2 separate regions of the Ovis aries genome follow, and region 2 is linked to region 1. The links are chromatin contacts, called in public Hi-C maps. All regions are on one chromosome and are shown on one strand. Each heading gives the region's core, a stretch centred on a gene start, on an enhancer-like site or on the middle of the called end of the contact. The rest is flanking DNA. Distances are from core to core; before and after follow the strand shown. Region 1 holds the start of C15H11orf96 (chromosome 15 C11orf96 homolog). Region 2 has its middle 55 kb from the start of C15H11orf96.

Region 1 (3,587 bases), core at 402-2,901:
CCTGAGAGGTCAGTCCGCCCCAAGCAGGGGCTCTGCGTCCTCACAGCGCCAATCTTCAGCTCCCTAGCGGCTCCACCCCGTCCTGGACACTGGTGACGGAGAACAGACCTGGGAGGCAGGAGAGCTCGGGGCCGGCGGGTCCCCTGGGGAGGTGGGTCATGGACCCGCGCACTGGCGCTGCGACTTCGTCCCGGTGACCGAAGCTGGTGGAGTTACTTCCAGCCGGGGATTCCTGCCCCCCTCCCCAATTCCAGCGAATTAATCCTCCCCACTTGTCCCCTAGTTTTGGGAACCTGGGCCCTAAAGGGGTCCAAGAAGTCAAGAGCCTTGAGAAATGCACTGTGCAAATATATTGACTTTATTTGTCTCCGTTCGGGAGCCTCACAGACATATCTAGGTAAAAAGATCGTTAAATAAACGCCATCAGCCATCGCAATGCAAAAATAAATATCAATCCTCCGGCCACAGCGCCAGCTGCGCTGCGACCCAAGTCCCATCGGCCGCGCCTAACAATTATAAAAGTGTTCAGCGAGAGTGGGTCGGCGTGAGTGTGAACGGGTGTGCGCGCGGGGGGTGGCGGGGAGGGGTGGGTACGGTGGAGCGGTGTGCAAAAATCGGAGTTTCAGACCATCGGACAAGGGCGTGGAGCGACTCTCCGCGAAGCCCCGGGGACCCGCGGCGACTCAGCGCGGGTGCGCCTCCCCGCACACACTCACAGCAGAGTTCGTACTGGGAAGAGTTAAAAAATAAACATTTACAAGGGCAAAGAAAGGCGGCACCCCCTTCCCCGGGCGCCCCGGCTCCCCGGCGCGCGCTCCCGCCCGGGGCGAGCTCAGCTCGGGACGCCCGGACCAGTTCGCAGTCGGGTGAGGGTCCAGGCGGTCCCCCAACCAGGGTGCTCGGCTGATGGGGGACCCCGAGGTGCAGGGCGCGGGGCCCCCTCGGGGTTCGCACGCTGGTCCGTCGCGACGCGCCGCCTGGGCGCGCGAGTCCCGGCTGCGGGCGGCGCCGGTCACAGGGCCGAGTCGGAGTCGCTGGAGTCCAGGCTGTTCCTCAGTTTGCAGCCGCTGAGCGGCTCCCTCTGCAGCGACAGGCTCTGCGTGCTGCGGCGCAGGCACTCCAGGCTCTGCAGGAACGACTTCTTGGCCTTCTCCTCCTCCATAGGGGACGCCCCCTCCTCCTCCACCTCCTGGATCTCGTCGAAGGTCACCGGCTGCGTCTTGAAACGCGACTGGCGCGGCCGCCGCAGCCGGCCCTTGCCCTTGGACAGCTTGGCCGGCCGCATGGGCTGCGGGAACTCGTCGGCCAGGCACACGAAGTGCGGCATCACCGCCTGGTAGCTGGAGCAGATGCCCATCAGCTCGCCGGGCTTGGCGGCCGCCATGGTGCGGCCGGTGTCTTCGGGGCCGGCCGGCGGGGCGGCGCGGCTCTCCGGGGGCGGCCGCTGCGCCGGGGCCCCCCGGGAGGCAGCAGCCTGGGGCTCGCCGGGCGGGGGATCCAAATCTGCTGCGGGGTGGTGGCGGCCCTCACGGGCCCGGGTCGGCGCTCCTCTGGAGGGCGGGCGGGCCCGTCGGGGGGCGCGGGGCTCCGGGGCTGGGTGGGGTCGGGGTGCGCTGCTCCGAGGCGCTCGCCGCCGCCGCTGTCGCCGTCTGCCCGGCGGCGGCCCGGCCCGCCGCTTATATAGCCGGCTCCTGCCCACACGGCTGCGAGCTCGGATGACAGCGAATGCCATTTAAAGCGTGCGCGCCCCGCGCCCTTCCGCCTGACGTCGCCCCGCCACTCTGGGAAAGTAGCGGCCCTTCCCCCCCCACCCCAGCGCCGCCTGCCAACCCGGCTCCGGAAGGCAGGCCCCACCCGCGGGCGTTCCGGGAGCATCCGAGGCTGCGGAGCGCGCGGCGGGGCCCGGGCGCGGGGCGGTCGGGGAGCGAGTGGGTCCTGCCCGCCCTAGGATTCCCCAAGTCTGGACCAACCGTGCTGGCCGCGCGGGCGCAAGTCAGCCCCCCGACCCCTACCCCATCCAGCCGCCTAATCCCAGAAACACACAATCGAGACGCTCGGTTGTTTGGCCTAGGGCTCTGGGCTGAGCGCGCGCGGGGCGGAGGCAGCTCCCAGTCTTCCTTGCCGCAGGGAAAGCCAGGTCCCTCGGGCTCCCCAAAACCGAGTTCCGAGGAAGAACCGGATTTCTCCTTTGGATCCATGCCACCTCTCCTCCCCACGCGCGCACAAAAACACACGCACGCACGCACAGAGGCACTCATGAATACAAACACAGCCGATGACTCCAGTCCGCTTCTCTCCCCTAATTGTCTTTATGTCTGTGTCTTCAACTCCCTGCACCCTCCAAGTCCCTCGCGCACCCCCATTCACGCTCAGAAGAATGACACTTAGATATGGCACTGACAACAACAATAATGATAACTAACCATATGGAGAGCTTTACTCCAAGCCAGGCAGGGAGCTGTGTTTTACATATATTATCCCACTTAATCTTCCTAACAGCCCTGTGAGGTAGCTGGTATTCTCAGTTTTACATATGAGAAGGTGGAGGCACAGAGAGGATCAGTAGTCCACTAGAGACTGATGGACCGAACCGTCTCCCACTCCAGACTCCAGGCTCTGATTGCCGCCTGCTAAGGATTGGTGCCCACCAATGCCCCCAGGGCTTCTAAAAGTAGGCCCCCTGCCTGGGGTTCCCAGGCTCCCAAGAAAAAACCCTGAGCATCGTTTTTGACACATAGCCCTGGGGTGCCAGCACCTAGCTCTCAGGGCTGCTGGGAAAGGTGGGAATCAATGGACTTTGGCCTCCATTCGTTCCATAGCCATTCAACAAAGATTTATTGAGAACCTGCAGAATACCAGTTCAGGAAAGTCCTTGCCCTCAAGAAAGTTACAGTCTAGGGAAGCGGGCAGAGTGGACGATAAACACCTAAACAAGGAATGTACTGGGGGTGGTGTGTCAGGGGTGCAGACAGAGAGATGGGGGGTGAGGAGGGGTGGGGGCGGGGTCTGCGGGTGGCCAGGAAAGGCTCCTCAGAGTATTTAAGGTGCTCCCTGAAGGACGATAATAGCACTAAGCTGTGCTGTGCTTAATCGCTCAGTCATGTCCGACTCTACAACCGCATGGACTATAACCCGCCAGGGTCCTCTGTCCATGGGGGTTCTCCAGGCAAGAATACTAGAGTGGGTTGCCATGAACTCCTCAATAATAGCACAGTCAAGTGTTTTATAGATGCCACAGCTCTTGACTCTTTTTTTGTGCATTAACTCATTTAATGTGATCACTTTTATTTAATCCTCTCAGCAACCTTGGATAACAAGTACTTTTACTATCCCTCTTTACAGATAGGAAAATCAAGGCACAGAGGAGCTAAGCACCTTTCCCCAGGGTCACACAGCTAGTAAGCAGCAGAGCTGAGATTCAAACCCAGAAGACTTAGACCCCAAGACCCCTCATTTATGCATTCCACTGAGGCTCTTTGCCCCCCGTGGAGGACACAGAAGGAACCAGGGTGTGACAAACGGGAGGCAAGTGTTTCCCACAGAAGAACAGTGCCAAGGCACTGAGGCGGTAAAGAGCGCGGCATATT
Region 2 (3,587 bases), core at 383-2,882, 55 kb before region 1:
TAACCCTGTTCTCAGCCCTGAGGCCGGTGCTGGGCTGGAGCCTGGTGGGCGGGGAGGTAGGGAAGTGCTCAGTAAATATTTATAAAATAAACTGAACAGAGAGAGGCTGCTGGGTGTGTAGCCTGTCTGGTGGGTGGGAGCTGGAAATCGAGGGCCCTCCCCCGCCCCAAGAGAGACCCTGCCCGAGGAAAACAGTCCAGGTTGATCCCCTGGGAAACTCGGGTGGGTAGCTGGGTGTGTAGCCTCTCTCTTCTGGGTGGGAGCTGGAAATCGAGGGCCCCCCGAGACAGACCCTGCCCGAGGAAACTGTCCAGGTTGACCCCCTGGGAAACTCAGCTGCTGGCTTCCAGCTTTCCTATCTCTCACTGTGGTCTCCTTCCCTCCTGCCAACTTCCTGCCAGGAAACACAGCACCCCCAGGCATAAATCATTAACTAGCACCACCTCTTAGGCAGGCCTGCGCTTCGGTTCCCAAAGCACTTTCCTGCCATTATCTTGAGTGGTCTTCAGACGACCATGGGAGGTGGGCAGAGGCAGGCCCACTTGATGGCTGCTCCCCCCAGGAAACAGGGAAGAAGTGTTTAGGGCCTCACTGGCAGGACCGAAACTCACGGAGTCTGGGGGCGTGTTCTGTTCTCCTGGGATATTGCCCTGAAAACAGAAAGGCAGAGGATCCCCTGAAAAGACTCTGGCTGGTGGCGCTGCAGGCTTTGTGACCACTGAAAAGCGTGCAGGGCTGCGGGGGTACCCTTGGGGACCCGCTCCACAGAGCCACTCCCCATTTTAAACAGGGGCCGTGGGACAGCCGGCCTCCCTCCATGTTGCTCCATGTCCACAGCCCAGGCTCCCCCTCTTCTGAGGACGATGCCCACCAGGGGTCCTTTCCAGCCTCCTCCGCAGAGTCACCCATGTTCCCAGGCTCACTCTGCCGCCCCCTGAGCCAAGCTTCCCTGCAGGCCACGGAGGTGGCCCAGGCCCCATGTGGTATCTGTGTCCCCATCCGTGGGAGGAGGCTGGAAAGAACCTACTGTGCTGCCTTGGCCAACTCCCTTTTTTCTCCCTGGGCCTCAGTTTTCCCATCTGACGAATGGGAAGTTGGATGAAACTGGATGGGTCCCTGGCACCCATCTTTGAGTCTCTCTCTCTGATCCGAAGGTCCCTGGACCTCAGCTTCGAGTGATCCCCGGAGTGTGAGCTGAAGGCTTTGCCCCACCCCCACATCCCCCCAATGCCCCTGCCCCCGGGTCACCCCTCTGGTGCCCCTTGCCTGGTGCCAGGTGGTCCCCCAGGGGTCCCTCCCATCCCCAAGCAGCCTCCACTCGGTCCAGCAGACACGTGCCACCTGCTCTCCACATCGAAGGCTCATGGCCCAGGCTTGGAACAACTTCCCTCAGTTGGGCAAGGCTGTGACAGGAAGGGGACAAGACCTGACCCCTGCTTGGAAAGCCAGTTGTGCAACACAGCCCTGTGAGGGGAGGCACGTGACCGACGGGAACGGCTGCCGGAAGGAGCCAGGGCCTTCTTTGAAATGAATATCTTGGCAAGATCGAAGGAGAAAAGGTCCTTTTGGACGCCACTGACTCTGGGTCACTGCTAATGCATTCAGAGCCTGGCCGTGGCGCCGTGTCCCAGCCGCATCCCCGAACACGGAGCCTTGCTGGGTCACTGTCACATGGGACGTGGGGAGCTGCAGGAACATATAATATAAGCTACCCTTCCGGCTTCTGCACACCCAAACCTCTTGTTTGTACTTACAAGCAGTCTAAAGCTGCAGTACATTCCTCTGGGCATCCTCTTCCAAGGCAAGCGAGCTGCATATTTTTAGTAACAAGCGAAAGTCTTTTGTATCGAGCCTAATAGATAAAGTAGATGATGTCTTTGGATGCTAGTGGGGGTGGAATAGGTATAGGAGAGTTTAATGGTGAAACAGATTTTTTTTCCCCCTTATAATGTAAGGTGTTTCTGAAGATGATGAAATATTGACATCATTGTTTGGAATAAGTGCATGATAATGGCTGTGTGTGTTAGACACCTACCTACCATGCGCCAGAAACAGGGCTCAGAATCAGATTTTTTTTTTTAAACTTCTTTCAGGGATTAAAGGCATTAAAATATTCTTTTCCCCCTTGAATCCATTTTCGCTGCTTTTGCCTTTCAGAGAACTTTTTGTATCTAAACATTCACTGTACTGGCATAAAGTTGTTTATAACATTCCCTTCCTCGTTTGATGTCTGCAGAATCTCTAGCTATGTCTACTCTCATTCCACATACGGATCATTTGTGTTCTTTCTTCTTCTTCGTTTCACAGGTGAGGAAACTGAGGTTCCAGGAGATAACGGGTCGCCCGGGCGATAGTGGGTTAAGAAGCTGGAATCCAAACCACATCTGATTCTCCTTGCTTCCACGAGGCCCTTTGTGATTATCTTTAAGCACAACATTTAATGGGTGATTTACAAGTGGCCCAGGCATGACACCTCCATCTGCTCGGTGTGTTCCTTAAAAAGTTACTCCTGCTCCTTTGCATCCCCTCGTGATCTCAGGCCGCCGCGTGCCCTGCGCCCTCCATCTCCCCAGCGGCCCAGAGCGTGTCCTGTCTCTGTACCGCCTCCCTCCCTCTGCTCAGCATCTGAAAGAATTCCCAGCCCTGTCACTCTCTTCTCTCCCCTTCATAGCGGTGGCCAACACCCAAACGGACCCTATACGCCGACTTGGCGGTCGTCCCTCTCCCCAGCTAAGATGGACACTCACGTAGGCAAGGACCACATCCCCCGTTCCAGGCACATAGAAAGTGCGCGACAGATATTTCTAGATGAGTGAATTAAGTGAAAGCGATGAAATTCTGCTCTTCAGTCCCCCTCTTGATATCGTGGGGAATGCCGCCCACCTTCAGGGTGACCTGGGGGGTGGTACCCACTGCTCTGCATCCTACCCCTGCTTTCTCCCTCCCATTCCACAGCCCAGATCCCGAATCACTGCCTGGCTGCGCCCTGCACACACATCTTCTCAGAGCTGGCTCCGGGGGTTCCTAACCATGCCAGGCGGGACTTACAGGCCCGCCAGTAACCCCAAGGCCAAGTCCAGACCAGAGACCCAGACCCCTGGCTCCCAGACCCCTAGAACAGAGTTCAGGCTACTGTGCGCCTGGTCCAGGCCAGAGCCCTGGGGACAGATGTTCTCAGAAGGGGCATCTTTACTCCCTCCCCCATGCCAGAGCTGCGTGCACACCTGTGCACCCACATACACACACACACACAAGAGCAACAAGGGTAAAGAAGCCGATAGTTTACAGTGGTGATAAGCTGTTTGAAACAAAATGTTTAGGAAGTGGTCGAGAGGGTCTTGGGATGGGAGAGGCCGGTGAGATGAGTGGTCCTGGGAAGGCCTCTCTGAGGGAGATGAAGAGGAAAGGTAGGGCAGCTGAGGGCACCATCCGCCACCCACAGCTCCCTGGGCACCGTCATTCAGGCTCTGTCACCTGTGAATCGGGAAGGGGCGTTGTTGGAGCCCCCCAGGCCCACCCACCATCCCCATTTCTGCTCCCGTGAGCTGTCTACATCACCAGCGTTAACCAAAGCTTTCCCAACAAAT

The links. A called contact is a pair of places that touch in the nucleus more often than the background predicts.
Region 2: a contact with region 1 is called in a Hi-C map of tail adipose tissue, with 2.4 times the contacts expected there. The contact joins the enhancer-like site here to the promoter of C15H11orf96 in region 1. A contact is called at or near these places in 3 of 16 Hi-C or Micro-C datasets (mixed tissues, muscle and tail adipose tissue).

What each region holds. Positions count from the first base shown.
Region 1 is chr15:72,951,441-72,955,027 of ARS-UI_Ramb_v3.0, reverse strand. C15H11orf96 (chromosome 15 C11orf96 homolog) reads right to left here and starts at 1,651. Exons shown (of 1, transcript XM_015101113.4): 1 at 338-1,651. The coding sequence starts at 1,384. The coding sequence ends at 1,013.
Region 2 is chr15:73,006,681-73,010,267 of ARS-UI_Ramb_v3.0, reverse strand. No RefSeq gene overlaps it. Among named protein-coding and RNA genes, the nearest start is that of C15H11orf96, 55 kb to the right of the region's middle. Within about 2 kb of position 1,632, at least 7 of the 54 cell types and tissues checked have an H3K27ac peak or open chromatin away from gene starts, as enhancers often do. A contact at or near this core is called in tail adipose tissue, where this site is marked.